Regions from separate parts of the Mus musculus genome. Here regions 2 and 3 are each linked to region 1. A link is a contact called in public HiChIP or PLAC-seq and Micro-C data. All regions are on one chromosome and are shown on one strand. Each heading gives the region's core, a stretch centred on a gene start, on an enhancer-like site or on the middle of the called end of the contact. The rest is flanking DNA. Distances are from core to core; before and after follow the strand shown.

Region 1 (4,543 bases), core at 914-3,413:
GTTGCCCTGTTTTGTTTTGTTTTTCTGAGGGTATGGGGGAACTCAGGAAAGGTAATGAAAGATAAAGCTCACTGACCTTCAGCAGAGTTATTGGAGTTTTCGAGGAAATTAAAGGTGGACAGTGTCGTAATTCAGCGAAGGACAAAGTTTCCAAGATTTTAAAAAAGAGCTATTGGGAATCCAGCCCGTCAGATCTCCCTGAAATACAGACACAGGAAGTTTCAGGATGTCTTCCCACCGAGACTTGGGCTGGGCAGATGCAGACTCACTCAGCAGGCCCTTCAAGTGCTTCCTTGGAAATGAGTGTGAAGACTTTACCCAACAGCATCTTAAAATGAAATGTGCAGAGACAAGGTGGCTAAACAGCAGATAATGCCGCTCATCTCCCAGTGTAAATCCCTGCAGAGAAAGCATCCTGTGGGGAAATTATCCCATGAGTCTACCAGATACTGATCAATATAATGAATTGGCCCCTTTGCTGTAGATGGAAGGGCCTTTGTCATTCTACTTTATGTCAAACCTAAGAAGTCTGGGTAAAGGAAAAACACAGCATCAAAGCTTCCTCTTAATATCTCTCTTAGAGTCCAGTGGACTTTTCTCTTAGAAGGAGAAAGAAAGTTAAAAGAACTCGAGAGTAAACCGTGAAAAAAAAAATACAGATCCAACCCTTAGGAAACGTTAGCAAGGCCTGGACAACCAAACAGCCAATGTGGGAGCAAGTGTGTAGCTTTAGTAATTGCTTTTGGTTCAACACAGGATCTTAAGGGACAAGCGAATTGGTGTTCCTCCAGAGAACTGGATTTTCAACATCTTTAATGGCCCAGAGGTGATGAGAGAGATCTCTACTTTACCAGGAGTATCTTGGGTCAACTGCAGAGGGAAAGAAATATTACGCATATGATATTGGCACCAAAGTTAGAAGCACTTCTCAGCACAGCAAACTGGACACCTTCTCCACAATGCTTTCCACAGGCTGCCTACTTGCTGGGACAAGGCATTCTTGTGTCCTAGCTATTTTTTTTTTCAGATGTTCCCACTTGCAAGGCATTCTAGAGCATAGACGATCTTGTTGATAAAGTAAAGAAACCTGAACACCCTCTCCTTTGCTCCCTCCCCTCTCCGCCCCCCCCCCCACTTCTTCCACAATCTTGCTTTGCTTCAAGGAGCGGAGAAGGTTAACAAGACAAACCAGAGGACTTTTGCTTTATCTCCCCACCCCCATCCGCCGCCGCCCTTGAAAATATGTCTGTTCTGGATATTAACCCGTGGCTATGTCACAGTTTCATAACCGTATTCTTTACCTCACGCACACACTGACACACTATCCAAGGACAACATATATCAAAACCAGTCATTTCAGGCAACTTCGCTACAGGACCCTCTACCGACACTACCCTTACTCGACGATATCCGGGAAACCTCCACCAGCGGGCGAGCCGAGCGACACTGTTCCCAAGCAACACGTAAACTTTCTCTCCCGGACTGTTTCCCACATGTTCGCGAGATGGAGCCTCCTCAAGCCACAATCAATTTCACACCAAGAGCAAACTTTGCGCACATCTCCACCGGCAAGTCCGCTTCTCCTAAAACTGTGGGAGTCCCCTTGCCACATCCACCAATGAGAAGCCTGGAAACCTCTGCCGGCAGCCAACTCCCCCCCCTTTACGCTAGCACCGGAGTTCCAGCAGAGGCTCGGCGGAGCTGCGCGCGCCCACTCGCCATCCCCCTTCCCCAGCCCCTTCGCGCTCCGCGGCTCGGGCGACCACTTGCAGAGAACCCGTTCCCTGGTACGCGGAGACCGGGAGGACGCGTGACCGCGGGCGGCCCCGCCGCAGCTACTCACTTGTCCGCTCTCTTCATTCATTCAACTCCGCCGAAGTGCAGTTCCCTCCGGGAGCAGAGGAGCCCGGGTCCGCGGGAGCGCTGCGGAAGCGGGGCGCGGAGAGCCACACGCAGCCAGCCCGGCCGCAGGAGAGGGAGGCAGCCAGCGGGGCCGGAGAGAGGGACGCGGAGCTGTGCGGAGCCGCGGGGCGGACTGGCCCTGGCCGCCAATGTGCCTTTGTTTATGTGGCTCGAGCTGCTGCTGCCAACATGCACCTAAAGTCTGCGCGCGTCAGCCCGCGTCAGCGGCCCGCGGTCCAATCGCCGAGCCGCCGCGCTCCCCGGACTCCTGGCCCGCGCTCGCTTTGGTATATTTCCGACCTGACGTCACGACTGGGGCTGATTTTAAGGTGGGAACGGTTCACCTTGGTAGCCCACTTGGGTGGATTTTTTTTTTTTCCGAAAGAAGTGTGACTTCTGCAACCCAGGTCCGTGAAGTCCGTGGTGATGCTACGCTCCACCTGCCCCTCCCCCGCCCCAGACCTTGCGTCCTCACACGTGGGGAGGGTGCAACAAAAGCTTGAACGGAAAAGAACACTCGCGTGGGCCAGGTAGCTAGCACCTGGGCCGAGAGGGCAGAGGTGTGCCTTGCAGCTCCCCAACATACCCTCCTCACACCCTTTAGCAGAAGTGGAGACAGTTGTCCCGTGGCTCGTAACTCTCCAAAGACTTGGGCGTTAGATGGGATTCCCCTAGTCCGTGCATCCCCCTTCTCCCTTTTTAAAAACCCACTCTTCCTCCCGCTTCGAAGGATGAGAGGTCAGGCCCTTTCCCCTTCTTTACAGAAACTAAAAAGACGTACTATCTAAAGCAATGTGGGAGGAAGGAGGGTAGACAGTGAGCCAAGTCTTAGAGGACCCCACAAGTAGGAGTGAACTGTTGCCAGCTTTCTCTCGCAGACAATACATTAAAGGATCCGGCAACAGGTGCGCCTCCAGCCCAGAGGTGATCTGAACCATCGCCCCCAAGCCCCTCGGTCAACTCTTGACAGAGTTGACATTTCGCTGTGCCCACCAAGCCCTTCAGTCCCTTTCACAGGTTTCTGAAACGCAGGGGCTGTCGTGCCTGCAACCAAGAAGAAAGCATGGAGGGAGAAGCAGCAAGGGGAGTGGAGCTCGAGGCGGGGTGGGTCTCGCCCAAAACGGAGAGTATGTGCCCATTGCCCCAGCCCAGGGTCCGGGTGAACTGTGGGAGCGTGCCCTACCCCCGCGTTCCTCTCAATCGCCTCCAGCTCCGCTCTGCAAGACAATCCGCTCCCCCTCCTCCCAAGCGCGTGGATCTTTCTAGCAAAGGAATCGCAGATCCTCCAGAGGGCTAACCCTACTCCCAGTACCCCCGTGAAGCTGGCCAGACAGGCCTCTTCGGGTTTCTCTCAAGACCAGGAAGGGACTGAGGCCAAGGGAGAGCGACTTTGTAGGGTCCCCTTCTTCTCCCAGGACAGCGCTCCTCCTCCCCTTCTCCCGAGCGTTGGCTCGCTCCCAAGCTACCCGGGCGAGCGGTGTGTGTGTGTGTGTGTGTGTGTGTGTGTGTGTGTGTGTGTGTGTGTGCGCGTGCGTGTGTGTGTGTGTGTGTGTGTGTGTGTGTGTGCAATATACACCTCGGCCCCCTCTCGGTGATCCTAACACCCCGGGAGAACACCGCGGAACTCTCGGGGTTGTGGGGTTGCTCATTCCTAGCCTGCACCTCCGCCTTTGCCAGCTCCAAGCTGAGCGAGCCTGTGGCTGCAGAGGCGTTGCCATCGGGTGCCCTGCGGCTGCCCAGACAAGCCGCGGGCTCCACTGTGCATCGGCCTCCGGGAAACCTACGTGACCACCTTAAGTTTCCCCCAGATGTTGCGGCTGCCTCTCCAGCTGCTGCCGCTACGGCTCAGCGGTGCCCTAATGGGCGCGAGGAAAAAAAAAAAAAAAAAAATCCAGGAAGTGGGGGTGCAAGAGGGGGGCAGGGTGAAGAACAACTTATTAGTGTGAGCTCGGCAGCGTCAGCGCCCCGTGGGCAGGAGCGATTCCACGCGAACGAAAGGGAAAAAGTGAGAGTTTGGAGAGCAATGGAGAAGGAAGGGGTGGGGGTGGCGGTGACGCAGGGGCGCAGGCATTGACGCACCGGCCAGGCTGGGCCCAAAATAGAAGCAACTCCAGCTCACAGGCGCCCTCCCGGGTTCCCTTCCCCTTCCGTGAGGGAGCAGGGTGCGGTCACCAGGAGCTTTCCTTGATCCTCGCGGTGGGCCAGGTTCCCGGCAGCTATCTTCAGACAGTCGGAAACCCAAGCTTAGCGACACTGGGGTGGAAGTTATTATTTTTTAATACAGTTCCAGGAGAGCGGGTATCAGGAGTTTAAGGTCGTAGCCACAGACCTCCCTACACAAAAGCGGCTAAGTAGATATGTTGCCCTCTGCAAGCTTCTCTCCCCGAGTCATTAAAAACACATTCAGTTTAGGTTGAGTTGAGTCTGGGGACATTTTAAAAATGCTCTCCTAGAGTGAGGAAAGAGGGCCTGGAGTTCTTATACTGAACACCAAGGAGCAAGCACAGTAACGAGGGTTTTTCTTTAGCAACCTCCAGTGCTTGGTTTCCTGATAAGAAAAGCCTTTGCTCAAGGCTTGTTATACCCAAGATCAAAAGGCAGAGGTCTTAGCAGTTTACTACAATAGTAAGTGAGAATAGGG
Region 2 (4,543 bases), core at 1,438-3,937, 140 kb after region 1:
GACCCTGAACTATGTAGGGACAGAGAGTGGAGGAGGAGAAGAAGGGAGAGAGGGGAACCACTATAGCAGCCAGGAAGTCGAAAAAGGGCAGAGAGAGGAGGTAACGAAAATGTCTGGACTATATTGGGAAGAGCCTCTGGGTAAGGGCAGCCCTGCCCCTGAGCTAGAAAGTGAAGGATGCTGGGAGAACCTGGAGGTCAGGTCTGCTTTGATATGTTTAATAGGCACCTCAACTGCTTGTCCTGAGTTTGAAACTTAGTATTATATTAGCTGGTTTAAATAGTTACTGAATCAGATGCTTAAGGGGAAATCATCTTAGGGTTGGATGCTCCATGTTCCTCAGAGAAAGGTAGATACCTCTGTAGTGTTTTCTAGGTCTTGCTCCAAGACTCCTAATAAACTGCAGAGGCAAAGCCTATTTCTCCTTTCTCTGTGTGGCTCTTTACCCATCTTTATTAAAGATAAGAGTGGTTGTATAACAGGAAAATCACCCGAGTAATGGTCAGATGACAAGGGATTTGGTCAGATGCCAGCAGTCCATTTGCAGGGTTCTCTTAGAGAACTTTCCTTATTACAGGAATAACACACAATCATACAGATATTAAAATGATGCATTCAACGACTCAACCCTACTAGTTTCAAATTTGGGGGCGGGGGTTACTCCTTGAGTCTTCCTGTTAGCGTTTGCACATATGCTCACACAGAAGTTTGCATGCACATACACTTTTAAATTTTTTGAGTCAAGGTCTTGGAAAGTAGCCATGACTACCCTGGTATCTATTATATAGACTAGATTGGCCTAGTATTTGCAGCATTCTTCCTGGATTATAGGTGTGTCCCAGCTCTGTTGAGTCGGGTCACTGCTTTATATACTTTTCTACATTCTCATCACGGTGTCTCTATCCCTAATGCTAACAATTTATAAGAAATCTAAACACCGACTGGCTTGATACCTGGCCAGGAAGGGGATCCATCATCTTCTTCTCTCACTAGCATGAGAGTTACACACAACCCCCAGTATGCCCAGCTTTTACATGTGTGCGAGGGTCCAAACTCCATGTGGCTTTTTTGTTTGTTTTTGTTTTTCCAGGCAGGGTTTCTCTATGTATCCCCAGCTGTCCTTGGGCTCACTCTGTAGACCAGGCTGACATCAAACTCGGAGATATGTCTCCCTCTGCCTCCTCAGTGCTGGAACTAAAGATATGCACCGGGCCGGACACCTGGTTATTGTTTTTAATACGTAGGTACATTATTCCACTTCCGGTCTTGAGGTCCAGAGAAGCCAGGTATCTATTTTTTAAAGGCTGAGGCTGTCCTAGGCTGGGTTGAACACGTCAGGTCACAGTCTCTGTGGAAGCACTCAGCTGCCTCAGAACATAACGTTGTTGGCAGCTGCTGAGGTAATGGTTTCGGGAGTAGGCAGAAGTGCACTGGGTGAGGTCGGTCCTGAAGGTCACCTCATTGATATTGGAACCTGGAGTTTTGACAAGAGTCCTATTAGAAATACCATTTTACAAGTCACTTGCTTCCTGCCTGTGTCTTGGTGAGCTTTGGGCTCAAGCTCTGTGCTAAATCTTTCGGCTTTGATTCCTTCAGCATTATCTTAAGAGTTCCTGGCTGAGGAGAGGCTGTTGAGTCTGAATTGCTAACGTGCTCTGCCGAGTTCCATCCACCCTGTGATTTGACTGACAACAGTGTTAGCCTAGTCCACTGGGGTCTGGAGAATTGCAACTGCTCAGTCAAGAGTGTTTTCTGAGCTGGAATTGAAATGCAGGGCCCTTTAGCTTCTAGTGTGACAACAATGTTCCGGCAATTGACTTTCACTCTTCAGTCTCCAATAGGGGGGAAATTATGAAATAAAATGGGATGGTGGTGGTGGTGGTGGGGAAGAGGGCCAAGCATCCTCGTCAAGATTCAAACCCATAAAAATGAGTAACTGTAATTAACCATATACAGTCTCTCTTCCCTATTACATGTGCATTTAACTGGGTCACTCTGCTTCACACAGCAGGTTAGCAGATGGTAGATATGACCCGAGATCCTTTTGCAACACATGTCCAAAATCAGTTCCAGTTATGAGGACTGTGTGTGTATATGGGAAGGTAATTGGCAAACAACCCCAGCCCCAGGGGGATTAGATGTGAAGACACCTACCTCTGTGGGTATTGGAGAGGCTGTTCTTTGTATCAGCCTGTCACAGTGAATGAGAGGGAGGGAGCAGTCTCTCAAGTATGTGTCCAATAGGTTTTTGTACTTGAGATGATTCCGGAAGTGTGGGTTTTCCTACTGTAGATACTATTCTTTGATTGCAGTTTGTGTGTTTTTCTTTCTTTCTCAGGGAGGTTCTTTATTCTTTCTCTCTCTAGTCCCTTCTGCCTCCTTTTCATACATTTCATATATTGATAAGCATGGCTGTGTTCTGTAAAAAAAAAAAAAAAAACAAACCAAACCAAAAAAAACCAACCAAATTGGTTTTATACACTCTACCCACTCTGATCTCCCTCCATCTCTGGGTTTCAAATAAAAGACCTCTCCTGGTAGGCAAATGCTCTACCGCGATCTGATCCGCAGACCACTCTGGAGTCTTTCTTTTGAAACACAAATTTCATCTGAGTGCTGTAGCTTAAAGCCCTCCACTGACTTCCTGTCTCCCGCATTGTCAGAATGAAAGCCTTGCTAGGAGGAGGTCGTGTGTGACTTGGCACCTGTCTCTCCTTCTGACCTCAGCTGGGACCAACTGCAGAGGCCACTTGATGCAGCCACAGTGGCCTTTTGGCATACCAGAGATGTGGCGCCTGTACAGGCTGAGAGTATCTTTGTCTGCTGGCCTCTTGCAAAAGCCTTTCCCTCATGAACTATATGCTGACCTCTTCTCAAGAGACCTCCCCACAGCACACTCATGAACACTATCCAAATTCAATGCTGTCACTACTCCCTACCCCCCCCCCACACCCAGTTACTCTAAATTGTTACTCATTTTATTTACTGTTTCATAGCACTTGTCATTTAAAAATATCTTAAGAGGATCTTATGTTTATAAAACACCCCCAATCCATGACAACAGAGGGATCCTCCTCAGAGCTGTGCTGGGTATCTAGCAGGCTGCACACTTTCAGACTCAGTGGCCCTCTACCTGCCTTCTTCACTTGGCAAGATGGCTAAGGGATATTTTTCTGAATATTTCAAATTCTTGCTTTGGTTATATTCTAAGAGCTTTTGATTTTTGTTTTCCTGTGTTAATGTGTGTGTGGTGTGTATTTGAGTTCTAAAATATAGCAATAACAAAAATATAGCTCACATTTTGAAATTGGACTTAATTACTTTATCTTAGAGGCACTTGTATGTACTGAAAAAGACTTGAAAGTGTCAACATACGATACTGACAATAGTTTAGTTATAAATTATGTTGAACATACACTGTTTACATATGATATATAACCCTGTGTTATAAAGAGGTATCAATTATACATAATCCTATTTTAATGATGCAGAGTATAAATGTAGGTATATTCGTGCCATTTGGCAAAAATGTTGTCTAGAACTAGGGTGACTCTACTTTGCCATACAAATGAATATATTGATTCCAATTAGCTGAGGTGATATGCATATGTGTGGTTAGAAGACAAAGAGCTTTGCATTTTCTATCCACACCAGTTAAAAAATAACTTTTTAAAATCTGTTTTGAGTATAGAAAGACACTCCAATTGTTTGTAGAGCAGGAGAGGTTTACTGTATTAATTTTTGAGGTAAGTGTGGGTCTATGTAGGTGAGGGTATAAAAGCTGAGTTGTGTGCATGCATATGTGTGTGTATGTGTGCGCTTTGAAATAATCTTGTGTGAGAGTGGTTAGGGGCACTATTGCTGTAATAAAACACCATGACCAAAAGCATCTTGAGGAGGAAAGGGTTTATTTGGCTTACACTTCCACATCACAGTCCATCCCTGAGGAAGTCAGAGCAGTGAGATGGAGGCAGGAGCTGATGCAGAGGCCATGGAGAGGTGCTGCTTACTGGCTTGCTTGGCCTGCATTCATATAGAACCCAGGGCCAAGATCTCACTGGTGGCACCACCCACAATGGGCTGAGCCCTTCCCCATCAATCACTAATTGGAAAAAGAATGCTCTATGGGCTTGCCTATGATACAATCTTAGGGAGGCATTTTATTAATTGAGGATCCTGCCTCTCCGATGAGAGGATCTCAAGTAGTCATCAAATTAACCAGCATGTGTGTTGTGTGCATGTTTGTTTGTATATTTGTGTGTGTGTACGATGTACATGGCCAGAGTCTGAAGTCTGTCGTCTTCCTCAATTGAGCCCCACCTACTGTATCGAGACAGAGCTCTTACTTGAACCCAGAGCTTGCTGGACTGATTAGACTGGCTATCCAGCTTGAGCTCCCACGTCTCCTCTTTTCGGGTGTTGGCATTCCGGATGGGCTGCCATGCTTGCCTGGCATTTACAGGGTGCTGGGAACCCAAACTGATCCTCACACTTGCATGCTAATCACTTTCTTCACAGAGCCCTCTGCTGGGGCCCACACTTT
Region 3 (4,543 bases), core at 1,303-3,802, 130 kb before region 1:
ACATCTTTAATCTTTAATCATCAGGGAAATGCAAATCAAAACAACCCTGAGATTCCACCTCACATCAGTCAGAATGGCTAAGATCAAAAATTCAGGTGACAGCCGATGCTGATGAGGATGTGGAGAAAGAGGAACACTCCTCTATTGCTGGTGGGATTGCAAGGTTGTACAACCACTCTGGAAATAAGTCTGGCAGTTCCTCAGAAAATTGGACATAGTACTACCAGAGGATCCAGCAATACCTCTCCTGGGCATATATCCAGAAGATGTTTCAACTGGTAATAAGAACACATGCTCTACTATGTTCATAGAAGCCCTATTTATAATAGCCAGGAGCTGGAAAGAATCCAGATGTCCCTCAACAGAGGAATGGATACAGAATATGTGGTACATTTACACAATGGAGCTATTAAAAAACAATGAATTTATGAAATTCTTAGGTAAATGGATGTATCTGGAGGATATCATCCTGAGTGAGGTAACCCAATTACAAAAGAACTCACATGATATGTACTCTCTGATAAGTGGATATTAGCCCAGAAACTTAGAATACCCAAGATACAATTTGCAAAACACATGAAACTCAAGAAGAAGGAAGACCAAAGTGTGCATACCTTGTCCCTCCTTAGAATGGGGAACAAAATACCCATGGAAGGAGTTACAGAGACAAAGTTTGGATCTGAGACAGAAGAAAGGACCATCCAGAGACTGCCCTACCAGGGGATCCATCCCATAATCAGCCACCAAAAGCACACATTATTGTATATGCCAGCAAGATTTTGCTGATATGACCCTGATATAGCTGTCTCTTGTGAGGCTATGCCAGTGCCTGGCAAATACAGGAGTGGATGCTCACAGTCATCTATAAGATGGAACACAAGGCCCCCAATGGAGGAGCTAGAGAAAGTACTCAAGGAGCTGAAGGAGTCTGTAACCCTATAGGAGGGACATCAATAAGAACTAACCAATACCCCCTGAGCTTGTGTCTCTAGCATCATATGTAGCAGAAGATGGCCTAATCGGCCATCACTGGAAGGAGAGACCCTTGGTCCTGCAAAGATTATATGCCCCAGTATAGGGGAATGCCAGTGCCAGGAAGCACAAGTGGGAAAAAGAAAATTCAAGTCAAACTGGTCTCTAAAGATGGAGGCTTATACACATGGAAGGTATCCTGGGGCTGCAGTTAAATCAATGGAGACCCCTGGATAACTTTAGCAGCCTCAGTTTCCTTGAGGAGTTTTGCCCTTTAGTGATACTGATATGCATTTTGGCAGCTAATAAATGATAATAAAACATTTCACATGCACAAGAAAAAAAAATGAGGATCTAATCCAAAATCCAAGGTCTCAATAAAGTCGAGAAATCTGTTAAAGCCAAACCTCTTCACTTTGCACTAACATCCTGTCCTTAATTCATAGAGCACTATGATTAGCAAAATCCATAGCAAGATCATAGGCCAAATTAAATCCATGTTGTAAATCTCCTGTCATGTTGTTTCTTCTCACTCATTTTGCTTGAGAAATTATGCTAGAGACAAGTACATGAGAGACTGAAAATTCACTGGTGCCACATTTCTAAATGACATTGTTTTAAAAGGTGTCCTTTAGTTTTATTTTGTCTATCATTAATTTTTATGGTAACTCTCTTTTAAGGGGTAAAAGCTTTCAATATTCAGTCTTTCAGCCTTATGATATCACTCGTCAATATAATGCTGTCACTTCTTCAAAATAATAAAAATCTGTCATGAACTGCATCATGCACTGAGCTCATTTTTGAGTCACGCACGGAGCTCAATAAATGCATTTTGCACATAATCAGCAATAAATGTGTTCTTTAAAACAACCATCGCTAATGAGCATCTGTGTTCATATGCATTCTCCAAGAAGTAGAAGCCAAAGTGAGAGAACTTTAAGAGAAATGCCTCATAAGAAAGAAAGATATGGTTGGAAAGACTGAGAATCTTCAGACCACAGTCTGAGTGTGTGGTTTAAGAATTGAAAAAGAATGAACTTTGAGTGTCAGTGTGCTAGAGCATGGGGAATTACTAGGAAGGATCAATAATGATATTAAGATGACCTTGAGTCAAAATGAACACACTCAGGAGACCTCATCTTCTCAGACTTAGTGTTCTTGTTGTATTGCACAGCCTCCTGGTAGGTTTTAAATATCAGATGCTGAAGGTTTGGGGCCCCCATATGCCCTGTGGCTTGAGGTTCTCATGTGGAACTCTTATCTTCCAATACAGTTCATAGATCAGAGTCCTATCAGCCATGGCCATCTATCAAGAGGCATGTTATATGGGTAGGTACTTTTTTAAATAAGGTTTCAGGAACTGGACAGATGACTCAGCTGTTCAGAGTATATCTCAGAGGCCACCTTGAGATTTTCTCAGAGGCCCAGATGAAAGGACAAAGGGAACTTCAGGAATGTGTTCTTGTCCAGGGGTGGACTTGTCAAGGCCAGGCCAGTCCTGGATCCAGTGCCTCATGGGAGTGAAAATAACAATTTTTAGGGACCCCATTCTTTCCCCTGAGCTATGGTTATCAGTCCTTAGACAGTTGAATCCGATATCCCATGTTCTCTTTGTCAACACTGTCTGACTTAGCTCTCTACTGACCTTGTCTATTTCTCCCTGCAAATATTATGATGCTAAGCCTCTTAATAAACTTATCTGGCACAAGTCATCAGCTTATGCAAGACCCTCTGGTCCCAGCTATTTCTTTTGTCTTCTTTATTTCTTGTTTTCTTTATTTTTTTTTCATTCTCAGTCCTCCCATTCAACACCTTGCCATTCAGAACCCTGTCCCTGTGGACTTAGATCAGGTAAGAACCAGAGGACCCTGGTAAGATTCCCTCCACACAAATAACTGCATGATTGTCTGTAATTCTAGTCCCCAGGAAACCAGTGTCTTCTGGCTGCAATGGGGACCAGGAACACATGGTACACACATATGCAGGTAGATAAAGCACCCATGCAAATATAATTAAAATGAATAAAAATAAAGTAAAAGAGATCTCCATTTCCCTTCCATCATAGTGAAAAAGGCAGCAGCTTTTGAACCAGGTAGAAGAATGAGTCCGAATATGGAATCCACCAGGGCCTTGGTGTAAAACTTTTTAGTTTCTGGGACTATGGGAAAACTTTTCTATTATTTATAAATCACCCAGTTTGCGATATTTTATTGTAAGTGAGGCAAATTAACACAGCCTCTGAAGCTCTAGAGATGTGAGAGGCTTTGGGTCAGATTCTTTATGGACAAGTGTCATTCTATATTGTAAGATTCTTATAAGATCATATAATGATCGTATATTGTTGTGAAGAAATTCATATTGAAGACCACTAACTTTATTAATGTGAAACCAAATATAATAATATAAAACAAGTATCCAGTTCCAAGTCTTATAGAGCTAACCTTACTTATTGAATGAATGAATGAATGAATGAATGGTGTATTTATTGAGTTAACATAAATTTGTGTATAAGGGAGCCCCTTAAGTGCATGCAAAGTTTATAAAATAGAAACATTTAGAGATTTAAAAGCAGGTTCACAGATAAGTGAAGTATAAAATTGCTCAGTGAATAGATAATCCAATCTATCTTCTAAGAAACCAAAGTTTCCTGTCTAATTTATACTATACATAGACTAAAGTTCAATGTTTTCATGTAGTTTGGGTTTGTGTGTGTGTGTGTGTGTGTGTGTGTGTGTGTGTGTGTGTGTGTGTGTCTATGGAGTCATACTTTATGAAGGAAAATGAAAGTTTGCCATACCCGAAGCTCAACTTTGTTCACGGTTTCAGTCCTACGCATAAAACTGAATAATTAGAATTATATGCAAAGTCACCTGTGTACTTCAAGAGAGAAAGAGTTCCTGATAATATGACCTATATTTGTTCAGCTCCATGGAAAGCATTTTATTCTATTATCCACAGACAATTTACATAAAATGGAGGAGGAAAAAAAATAAAAGTGAAAGATACAAAGCAGCACAACCTGAATGAGATGAAGGAGGACAGGACTCCGCACTGAGGAGAGGAGGGGCAGGGAAACCAGAGACACCTGCTTGGACGAGCATGTGTGAAATCTATTCATCTGTAATGGAAAAATCACACTTTCCAAACAGGCAAGTCAACAACTCAGGTCACCTCTACTACTTTGCCAAGTCTCGTTTGCTTAGAAATAACGTGTACCACACTGCAAAAGAAAAGTTAGTGATAACAAGAATAGTGTCTCCCCAACATGCACAAATCACTTATCAATTTAGGCATTAGCTACTCTGCCAACAAACAACACAAAGCAAAGGCATACTGCAGCTCTCCTGGGCCCATTTGACCCACGAAGAAACCATGTCTGATGCTGCTGGAAGTACTGAGCTCATTGAAGAAATGACAGGAGACACTGCTCCAATTATACAGTTACTGGCTTCAATTGTTCACTTCCTTATGCTCTAGAAACTTGGCCATCCAACGAGTACATTGCAAACCGTGTCTCAGGAAGGTAAACCAGGGATGCACACTCCCCTGCCATATTTGATTATCTCATAAA

Evidence for each region. Hi-C and Micro-C count contacts between places; a contact is called where the count stands out from the background. HiChIP or PLAC-seq counts read pairs in DNA pulled down with a chosen protein or histone mark.
Region 2: an H3K4me3 HiChIP or PLAC-seq map of embryonic stem cells shows a contact between it and region 1, with 3 times the contacts expected there. The contact joins the enhancer-like site here to the promoter of Nr4a2 in region 1. A contact is called at or near these places in 7 of 39 promoter capture datasets (the HPC-7 cell line, embryonic stem cells, hematopoietic stem and progenitor cells and 3 more), 7 of 484 Hi-C or Micro-C datasets (CD8 T cells, embryonic stem cells and liver), 16 of 115 datasets of contacts at active chromatin or transcription factors (the HPC-7 cell line, bone marrow-derived macrophages, effector CD8 T cells and 8 more) and 3 of 9 other capture datasets (adipose tissue, liver and pancreatic islet).
Region 3: a Micro-C map of the G1E-ER4 cell line shows a contact between it and region 1. The contact joins the enhancer-like site here to the promoter of Nr4a2 in region 1. A contact is called at or near these places in 5 of 484 Hi-C or Micro-C datasets (the G1E-ER4 cell line and embryonic limb bud) and 2 of 9 other capture datasets (adipose tissue and pancreatic islet).

The regions. Positions count from the first base shown.
Region 1 is chr2:57,112,875-57,117,417 of GRCm38.p6, forward strand. Nr4a2 (nuclear receptor subfamily 4, group A, member 2) reads right to left here and starts at 2,164. Exons shown (of 8, transcript NM_013613.2): 1 at 1,844-2,164; 2 at 77-198.
Region 2 is chr2:57,253,949-57,258,491 of GRCm38.p6, forward strand. The region is part of intron 1 of Gpd2 (glycerol phosphate dehydrogenase 2, mitochondrial); the gene reads left to right. Among named protein-coding and RNA genes, the nearest start is that of Gpd2, 18 kb to the left of the region's middle. Within about 2 kb of position 2,688, at least 57 of the 459 cell types and tissues checked have an H3K27ac peak or open chromatin away from gene starts, as enhancers often do. A contact at or near this core is called in CD8 T cells, effector CD8 T cells, embryonic stem cells and 4 more, where this site is marked.
Region 3 is chr2:56,978,554-56,983,096 of GRCm38.p6, forward strand. No RefSeq gene overlaps it. Among named protein-coding and RNA genes, the nearest start is that of Nr4a2, 130 kb to the right of the region's middle. Within about 2 kb of position 2,553, at least 2 of the 459 cell types and tissues checked have an H3K27ac peak or open chromatin away from gene starts, as enhancers often do. A contact at or near this core is called in the G1E-ER4 cell line, where this site is marked.